Linked DNA regions of Mus musculus: region 2 is linked to region 1. Evidence: chromatin contacts called from public Hi-C data. All regions are on one chromosome and are shown on one strand. Each heading gives the region's core, a stretch centred on a gene start, on an enhancer-like site or on the middle of the called end of the contact. The rest is flanking DNA. Distances are from core to core; before and after follow the strand shown. Region 1 overlaps Erc2 (ELKS/RAB6-interacting/CAST family member 2). Region 2 overlaps Cacna2d3 (calcium channel, voltage-dependent, alpha2/delta subunit 3).

The links. A called contact is a pair of places that touch in the nucleus more often than the background predicts.
Region 2: a Hi-C map of the STO cell line shows a contact between it and region 1, with 2.9 times the contacts expected there. The contact joins two enhancer-like sites. A contact is called at or near these places in 1 of 39 promoter capture datasets (the 3T3-L1 cell line), 4 of 15 datasets of contacts at CTCF or cohesin (the NIH/3T3 cell line, embryonic stem cells, pro-B cells and 1 more), 97 of 484 Hi-C or Micro-C datasets (the 63-12 cell line, the AML12 cell line, the AtT-20 cell line and 59 more) and 8 of 115 datasets of contacts at active chromatin or transcription factors (the NIH/3T3 cell line, acute myeloid leukemia, astrocytes and 5 more).

What each region holds. Positions count from the first base shown.
Region 1 is chr14:27,820,933-27,825,081 of GRCm38.p6, reverse strand. All of the region lies in intron 4 of Erc2 (ELKS/RAB6-interacting/CAST family member 2), which reads right to left. Among named protein-coding and RNA genes, the nearest start is that of Gm45645, 18 kb to the left of the region's middle. Within about 2 kb of position 1,826, at least 55 of the 459 cell types and tissues checked have an H3K27ac peak or open chromatin away from gene starts, as enhancers often do. A contact at or near this core is called in the STO cell line, granulosa cells and tail fibroblasts, where this site is marked.
Region 2 is chr14:29,079,269-29,083,417 of GRCm38.p6, reverse strand. The region is part of intron 17 of Cacna2d3 (calcium channel, voltage-dependent, alpha2/delta subunit 3); the gene reads left to right. Among named protein-coding and RNA genes, the nearest start is that of Lrtm1, 63 kb to the right of the region's middle. Within about 2 kb of position 1,782, at least 29 of the 459 cell types and tissues checked have an H3K27ac peak or open chromatin away from gene starts, as enhancers often do. A contact at or near this core is called in the STO cell line, granulosa cells and tail fibroblasts, where this site is marked.

The DNA of each region.
Region 1 (4,149 bases), core at 577-3,076:
TTTTGTCTGCTATCAATGTAACTACAAATTACACACACAGTGTGTGTGTGTGTGTGTGTGTGTGTGTGTGTGTGTGTGTGAAGTACATGCATCTGTATGTGTGCTTGTGTGCATGTGTGTGTGTGTGTGTGTGTGTGGTGGTGGTGCATGCATACACATAGTTGCCAAAGAATAACCTCCAGTGTCTTCCCTCAGGCACTTTCCACTTTGTCTTTGAGACGAGGTTTCTCATTGGCCAGGAACTTCACTGTATCAGCTGACCAGCAGCCCCCTGAGATCCCACTGTGCCTTCCTTCCCTGCCCTGGGATTAAGAGGGCACACCACCATGCCAGCTTTTTACATGATCTGGGAGACAGAACTCAGGTTCTCACATTTGTAAGGCATGCATTTTACTGACTAAGTCATCCATCTCTCTGTTCCTTTGCCCAAAATAAAGCTTTTGACAAGCAATTTTTGCTTAGAATGAGATGTGACAGGAGTAATTAGTGTCACAAGTAATCATTTATAGTAATTTATTTAATACCTGTAGCTCTACCAGCTAGCTCTTCAATAATAACAACAACAACAACAGATCTTTCCTCCAGATACTGAATTGAGGCTCACAATCCTTATATTCAAAATAAATGAGTAGGTAAAGATTCCAAGAGAGAAAGTTTAGAAAAGGACCGGAAGCAGACTCATCGCGGACCTTACTCATCCACACATGCGATGCCGCCCCAATTCCTAGGCCGAGGTTCTCAATCATCCATGTGTAAGGAAGTCATCTAGAATTTGTTAAAGTAGACATTGCTGGGTCTGAGATGTTAGGTTGGAAACTAACTCCAAAATGATGCTGATACTGCTATCCAAAGCCCAGCATGGCCCTGCGTAGAGTGCCTTCTGTCAAACCCACAAGGAGAAGGTTTGTGCGGGCACTGATCTCTTTTATTTACTTCCAGCAGGGAAGTGATTGATGGCCAATGATGCCTGCTAGATTGTAACCACATGATTTGCAAATCCGGCCCTAGATATTTACTGTGTGAATCATCCTGCAACCAGCCATAACTTCCAGGAATTCGTGGACACGAAACCACACTCTTCGGAAAGCCTCCCCTAAAAGGAAAGCTTAAAGGATACCCAAGGGGTATGAAGTGAAGGATTTGAAGATCAATTCAACAATTACCTCATAGTGACAATCTCCAAAGACTGTGTGTGATATACCAGAAACTGACTAGAAAGAGGCCTGAAAACTCATGAAAAGGACAGACAGCCCAGGCAAACAGAAGAAAGCATAGGGCTGGTTTTGTTTGTTTTGTTTTTGGAACAAAAAGATTTATACCTCTTCATAAGGCATACATGCTTGTACTTCCTTATATGTTATGTTACAATTGAAGATGGACGGGGGGGGGCGGGGGGCAAAAAATTTTCTGCTAAGATTGGTCTGCTGTAAAGTACAAATTAAGAAATCAATCATACAGAAAATCAATTATACAGAAAAGTTTGCATTCATGATTCAACACTGATTGGCAACATATCCTGAGCATGTTTAGATAAAATATACCTTCAAGGATGCCCATAAGTGCACAGCTATGGGGCCAATAACTCCTTGTAAGTACACGTTGACGAGTGTCATAACAGATAAACAGTACTGGACAAAGAAGTAAAAGCAGGCCATTGCCCTGGAGGAGCAGCCCTGAGGTGCACTGTAATAATGCAAAGGCTTCCCCAATGCAAACATACCAGGAGATTCTAGAGAAGGTAATATCTCATGGAAGACTGTAGCTATGCCAAAAAGCATGCTGCACTGGGAAGGCAAAACAAGGCTGATGCTGTAAAGTGGGAGGAAGCACGGTCGTGGGAGACACACCCTCTGACTCACTGCAGACCTTGGCCTTATGCCTCACATTCAACAGACACTAAATAAATAAACCTTCAAACACACAAGCGGAAAATAGAACAGTGGAGAGAAGAGGTGGCTGACAAAGGACACAGAACAAGGATGCAGGATGGACAGGTTTATGGCCAGAAAGCTGACATTAATAAAATTAGAGGGTATTTGGGACTTATGATAAGTTATTTTCTGTTCTCTCTCTCTCTGTCTCTCTCTGTCTCTCTCTGTCTCTCTCTCTCTCTCTCTCTCTCTCTCTCTCACACACACACACACACATGCATGCACATACACATGCACATGCACACACACACATACATACATACACATTCACATACACACACAACCTACATGAGATGATAGCTCTGTTAATTACTTTTGCACACAATGACCAAATACCGGACAGAAGCGACTAGAAGCAGGAGGGACTTATTTTGTCTCATGGTTTCAGAGTGTGCTGTCCATTGTGGTCAGTGTGGTAAAGAAAAATGGTTTAAATCATAGCAGACCAGGAAGCGCCATGGCAGCAGTGAAGTGCAGCTCCCTGTCCGCAGTACTTGCATAGTGCTGCCCACACTCAAGGAGAACGATGATCCCTCAGCAGTCCTCTCTGGACACACAGGCACAAGTGCGCCTCTCCTGTCTCCTAGGTAATCCAAAATCAGTCAAATTGGCAATGAAAATTACCCATCACAACAGGCATGTCAACTTTTCCCACTGTAATTGCCACATGACTGCCTATGTGTGGCCTATAACATCCTATTGCAAACTCCAAATATACAAAACAAGATATATTTTAACAATTAAAAGTAAATGCATAAACTGCTTAAAAGTTTTACCATATACAAAAAGCACATGCCTTTGCATGTCTGTTTACCCCACGTTGGGTAAATACTTGTGTCTGCCTCTAGATATTTGATGTTTGCCTCCATGGAGCAGTCTTTAAGGGTCTGCACTGTTCACCAGTGAACCCACGGTGCCTGCAGCATTATCCTGTGATGGAAATGCTCAACACCACCACTGGGTTAGCAAACTGTCCCATGAGGCCACATGGTGCTGCCAGAGGCCTCACACAAACTTGCACAAAAAGAAGAGGTGGTAATCACATATTTGAATGAGATTCCTCTTATAATTTTCCCCAAAGCAGGCACTATGACAGAGTGGGAGGACCTCCAGGGGAGGGATTTTCTGGGCTGCCTTCCAGGTAATGCTGATACAATGCCCTCTGCTGGGAATGACTGCCAGAAACCAGGAAGCTGAACTATGCATGTTTAATAGAAGGCCTTGTGCTTCCTATCAGTAGGAATGGCCATGAACACCTTAGGAGAGGATGAAGAAAGTCCAGCTGAAACCCAAGCAAAGCAAACCTAAAGTGTTGAGTTCTAGGACAGTGCCTCTGCAGCCATGGGGCAGCTGGCTGATGCTTCGTACCTCTCCAGATGTGGGAGCTGCAGAATCTGTGGCAGCAAGAGAAAGGAGTCAGACATAGTAGGCTTACTTAAAATGGTCTAGAAATCATATTTTTGTGTTAAACTATGGAGGGCCAAAGAAGAAGAAAGCATGTTCTAATGATGTTCTCAGAGGCATCCTCATGGCCTCCATATGGTCCAGAATATTACAACTAGCCAGTCTTAGCCTAATGTTTACCTTGTTTGAGACAGTCTTATTTAATGGTCAACTATTAACAGTACCTCCCCTTGCTCTTAGAAACGCCTCTGTTTAGAAGACATTTAGCATCCTTCATCCTATTTATCCCCTCTCTTCTTCAATGCTTCCTCCACACCACAGCTAAAAGATTACTTAGTCTACGATGCCTGACTCCTTCCAGGTTAAAAATTACCATGGTTTCTCAATGTTGACTTGCAAAGCCTATTCTGCCAGACCTCTTCTTCATCCTTCCTTCTAACCACCATCTTGAGCTTCTTGGGAGCTCTGGGGCCTCCTGCCTCGGTCTTTCACATATGCTGGTCTTCCTGCCAGGCACGCTCTCCTGCTTTGTTCCCCCTCACCTGCTAATGTCCACTAAGCATCAGCTCATCCAGAAAAGCCCCTCCTCCAGGAATCCTCTGACCCACCCTCAAGAACATGCATTAGCACGTCTGTTTACCCCACGTTGGGTAAATACTTGTGTCTGCCTCTAGATATTTGATGTTTGCCTCCATGGAGCAGTCTTTAAGGATCTGCACTGCTCACCAGTGAACCCACGGTGCCTGCAGCATTATCCTGTGATGGAAATGCTCAACACCACCACTGGGTTAGCAAACTGTCCCGTGAGGCCACA
Region 2 (4,149 bases), core at 533-3,032, 1.3 Mb before region 1:
GCATGGGGCATACATCCTTGACATGTTCACTCCTGTGTTTCCTGGAGAGCCTACTCCTGGCCAGGCAACTCTTAGCACCACACATAAGAAAAGGCTCCCTTCTCCAAGATGCTTCAGAGCCAATGTAGGAAACAAGTAAGCTAGAGTCCTGTATCATACCATGGGGCCACCAAGCAAGGCTGAGATAATGAGGGGAGACTTTATTTTTTTCCCATTTTTTATTAGGTATTTAGCTCATTTACATTTCCAATGCTATACCAAAAGTCCCCCATACCCACCCACCCCCACTCCCCTACCCGCCCACTCCCCCTTTTTGGCCCTGGCGTTCCCCTGTTCTGGGGCATATAAACTTTGCGTGTCCAATGGGCCTCTCTTTCCAGTGATGGCCGACTAGGCCATCTTTTGATACATATGCAGCTAGAGTCAAGAGCTCCGGGGTACTGGTTAGTTCATAATGTTGTTCTACCTATAGGGTTGCAGATGAGGGGAGACTTTAAATGGACCCCAAATAGACACAGTTCAGACAGGAGTACATCTCAGTGGAGTCCATGGGGTCAGTGGTCTACCACTTGACTCTGAGTTAGAGTCAAGGGTTTGAGGAGCAGATGGAATGAGGTGCCAGACCAGAAGGTAAAAGTATGATGACCTTTTAAGCAGCCAGTTCTGTCTAGCTGGGGGACTACAAAGAGAGGAAGGAAGTGGTAAAGATGGCAATACTAGCAGAAGCCAAGTGACAGGAGTTTTGAGATATGCCTGAGTATTAGTCGTCATCCTATAGGGCATGATGACTCTGTGCCAAAGCACTGATAAGCTCTGATTTTGGTTGTAGAATCCCTCAGTCTGAACCTAGGGAGTGGGTTAGAGATGAAGAATTCAGGCAGAGACTGGTTTGGTGCAGTTATCTATCCTCTTCCAGGGGAGCACTTCCTTGGTGGTTGACAATAAGCCGATGACTTGCCTAATGTGACTCAACTTCAAAGCACTCAGAAGTGAGAAGAATTCATAGCTGTGGTAGCTTGCTTCACTGACCTGCTGGCCCATCCAAGCTCTGCCCACATTTCCATGGTCACTGGCAGTGAAAGACTATGAGAACTCAGGCAACCTTGCAGGGGACCTTGGCTTTTCCATGAGTCATAAATCACATCAGAAATCTCTTGGGTTTACTCAGACCACCATGTATCTATCCAAAAACATTTTTTAAAAGATACATCACTCTAATTGGCACTGACACACACACACACACACACACACACACACACACACACACACACACACACAGAGTAACTCACTAAACAAAAGCTAAATATTTTGCTGGGTCATCAGTGAGACTGGCAGGGGTACTGATGGATGGGATGGAAACCTCCGTAGGTTGGAGGTCAGAGCATGGCTAGCAGAGAGAGCATACATCAGACAAAGTGCTACATGTTCATTTAGGCTTCAGCTCCCTGGAAGGTTTGAAACAAGGGCTGCCCAGGTGCCAAGAAAGGAGAGTGACTAGTTAGAAGGGAAAGGTGGTCACAGGTATGAATCCTTCACAGATATTGTTAGCAATTTTACCAGGAAAAGAAAACCACACCAAAGCTCCCATTCTGTCATCCCAAACATCTCCCTAGATAACAATCTCACATTGCACAGACACAGGCATATTTGATGAAGCTGGGGCGTATTGACATGAACTGCTACTACGTAGCATCAACTAGTTGCTTGGTTGGGAAGGGAGGAGCTCTTTGTCCCTTCTTTACAGCATTCACCTATACTTCATTTGTAGATCTGTCTCGTTCGTGTACTTATCAAACACCTCTGGGCACTGAGAGGGGGCTAGGCTCTGACTTACAGTCCTGGGTGAAAGTAGCCACATCCGGAGCTCTCTCCCCATCATATGGTTAGCTGCTGCCCCCTATGAAAGGCCAGGTTATCTGCAGAGCCTATGCTATTAGCTTGAGATCTTATTTGTGTGGGTAAGGAAATGTTTCTTCTTTGCCCTGGCAACTCTAGAATCAGTTTGCCGTGCCTAATTAGACCTCTTTAAAATGGTGTGACAGCTGAATATACCCTAGGGTCTTCTGATACCCTTAATGTAGTAATCATGGGTAAGTGCTAAATTTAAAAAAAAAAAGTTCCTTTTTTTTATTTTTCTGCAGCCAGATATCACAGGTTAGCTTCCAAATCACAAGGGTTCTCTTCACCCTAGACAGTACCTCCTAATGGCAGGGGGGTGCCTGAAAACCTTCATGAATTGGGATTTGGAAGAAGCCAGACCCACCCCCAGGAGCTCAGTACAACTCTCAGAGATTCTTGAGTTCATTTAGGAGGACCTCTCACATCTAACTTTACACAGGATTTGTCTCAAAGTAATATCCTGACTTAGAGAAATTGTTCCCTAGTTAGCTGTCCCCTTAACTTGAATGCCACCCTGTCCTGCCTTTTCTTCTAGCAGCTGTCTGTCTTCATTGACATCTCACCTCCTTCACCAGGCCTGGCACCGCCCCTCTCTTCCCAGCACCCAATCCCTGGTCTTCCTTTGGGCTGGCACCAAATGTCCTTCCTGTTAAGCAACTGAGCACATTTTAATGTCTCTGACTAGCTTGCTATAACCAGACAGACTGGCTTCTTGAGAATTAAGTCTAATCCAGCCATGGTACAGTAAGCCACGTTTGACCTGCAAAACCACGGTGGGGCCAGGCCACCTCCTCCCCACACACAGCGTGTGACTCATGACTTCTAGGAGGACAGTGATTGAGATAAAGGTCATTTTGGATTTCAAAGCAGTTTCTTTAATTGTTGTTGGGGTTTTTTTGGGGGGGTGATTTTTGTTTTGTTTTTAAACACCTAAGCCATTTTAGTTTTATAGCCATCAAAAGAATTTTGTAATCAAACTACTGGAAAGTGTGTAGAACTTTTCATCTTCGAGACAGTTAAAAACATTAATTAACGAGAACAGGGCACCTCTGAGGAAGAGGAAATGGCTCTGTCTGGACATGCCCCACTGCCCCTCTCTCAACTCCCTGCTGCTGTGAGACACACCCCTGTGGTCCTGGATCTGGGCTTCTCATCTTCCCAAGGCTTAGAGGATTTCATCTCCAATACAGAGCCATGGGAATTTATGCCAGGGCATGATGCGTGTGTCATGGCATGTGTGTGTATTGTTGGGCGAGGGGAGTCCAGGCTACTGTAGAGTAACACACCACAGGGGCAGCATTATTTGGGTGGAAATTCCAGTTCAAGTGCTATCTTCCAGTCCTGTAGACACTTGTCTGAGGCCCTGACAGGAATCATGGTGAATTAAATAGTCACTGTAAACTGGGCCCAACCAAGTACAACCCTGATTCCTTGAAGTCCCTCACTGTATAGTCTTATTAATCTGGAACTGTCACTGAACACTAGGGCCAGTTGCAAAAGACACTCAGTGTGCTAGAGGCCTACATAGCCTTCACTTCCTCATAGAGAAATGTGGGCCTAGTAGGATTTGCCTTCCAGATGGTTCTGTCTCCACAACTGAGCACTTACTTTCTGTCCTGACAGAGATGGTTACCTGCACTGAGGGTCAAGCTAATGAGATGGGGACCACACCAGGGAGGGAACTCAGACACCAGGAAGAATTGATCTGTTTCTCAGTTCCACTGCTCGCTACCCATGTCGCCAAGAGATCAGGCTCTATTTTTCCCATCCTTGAAATCATTCACCCTTCCTGGAGTTGGGAGAATTTGATAAGACACAGACAGTATTTAGGGTAGTTCCTAGCCCAAAACATTTTCTATTTAGAATAGCATGGGGCCAAGGGTCAGGGTGGGCAGTCATGTGAGCAGAGCAGAACATGTGGTCACCTGTTTTATGAATTCCTGATTGGGAGATGTAATGAACATCGGAAGGTGAAAGAAATAATTGCTTTCAAGTTCTCTGGAGAAGACTGCAGTGCCCCCTGTGTAGAGGTGGTGAGGGTGGTATTTTTAATTGCAGTACTGTTTCATTCAAAAATTTCTACAAGGAGCAACTAATACAGGAAGGTTGGAAAAAACTAAGAGAAACAGAAGGGATTCAAGCCATTTAGAGGGCAACATGCAGCTTAGTCTCAGCTGCTGATTCCTAGGAGAGCTGGGGCTGACAGGGGCCATGGGAATCCACTTCCCAAAGACTGGTCACTATCGAGAC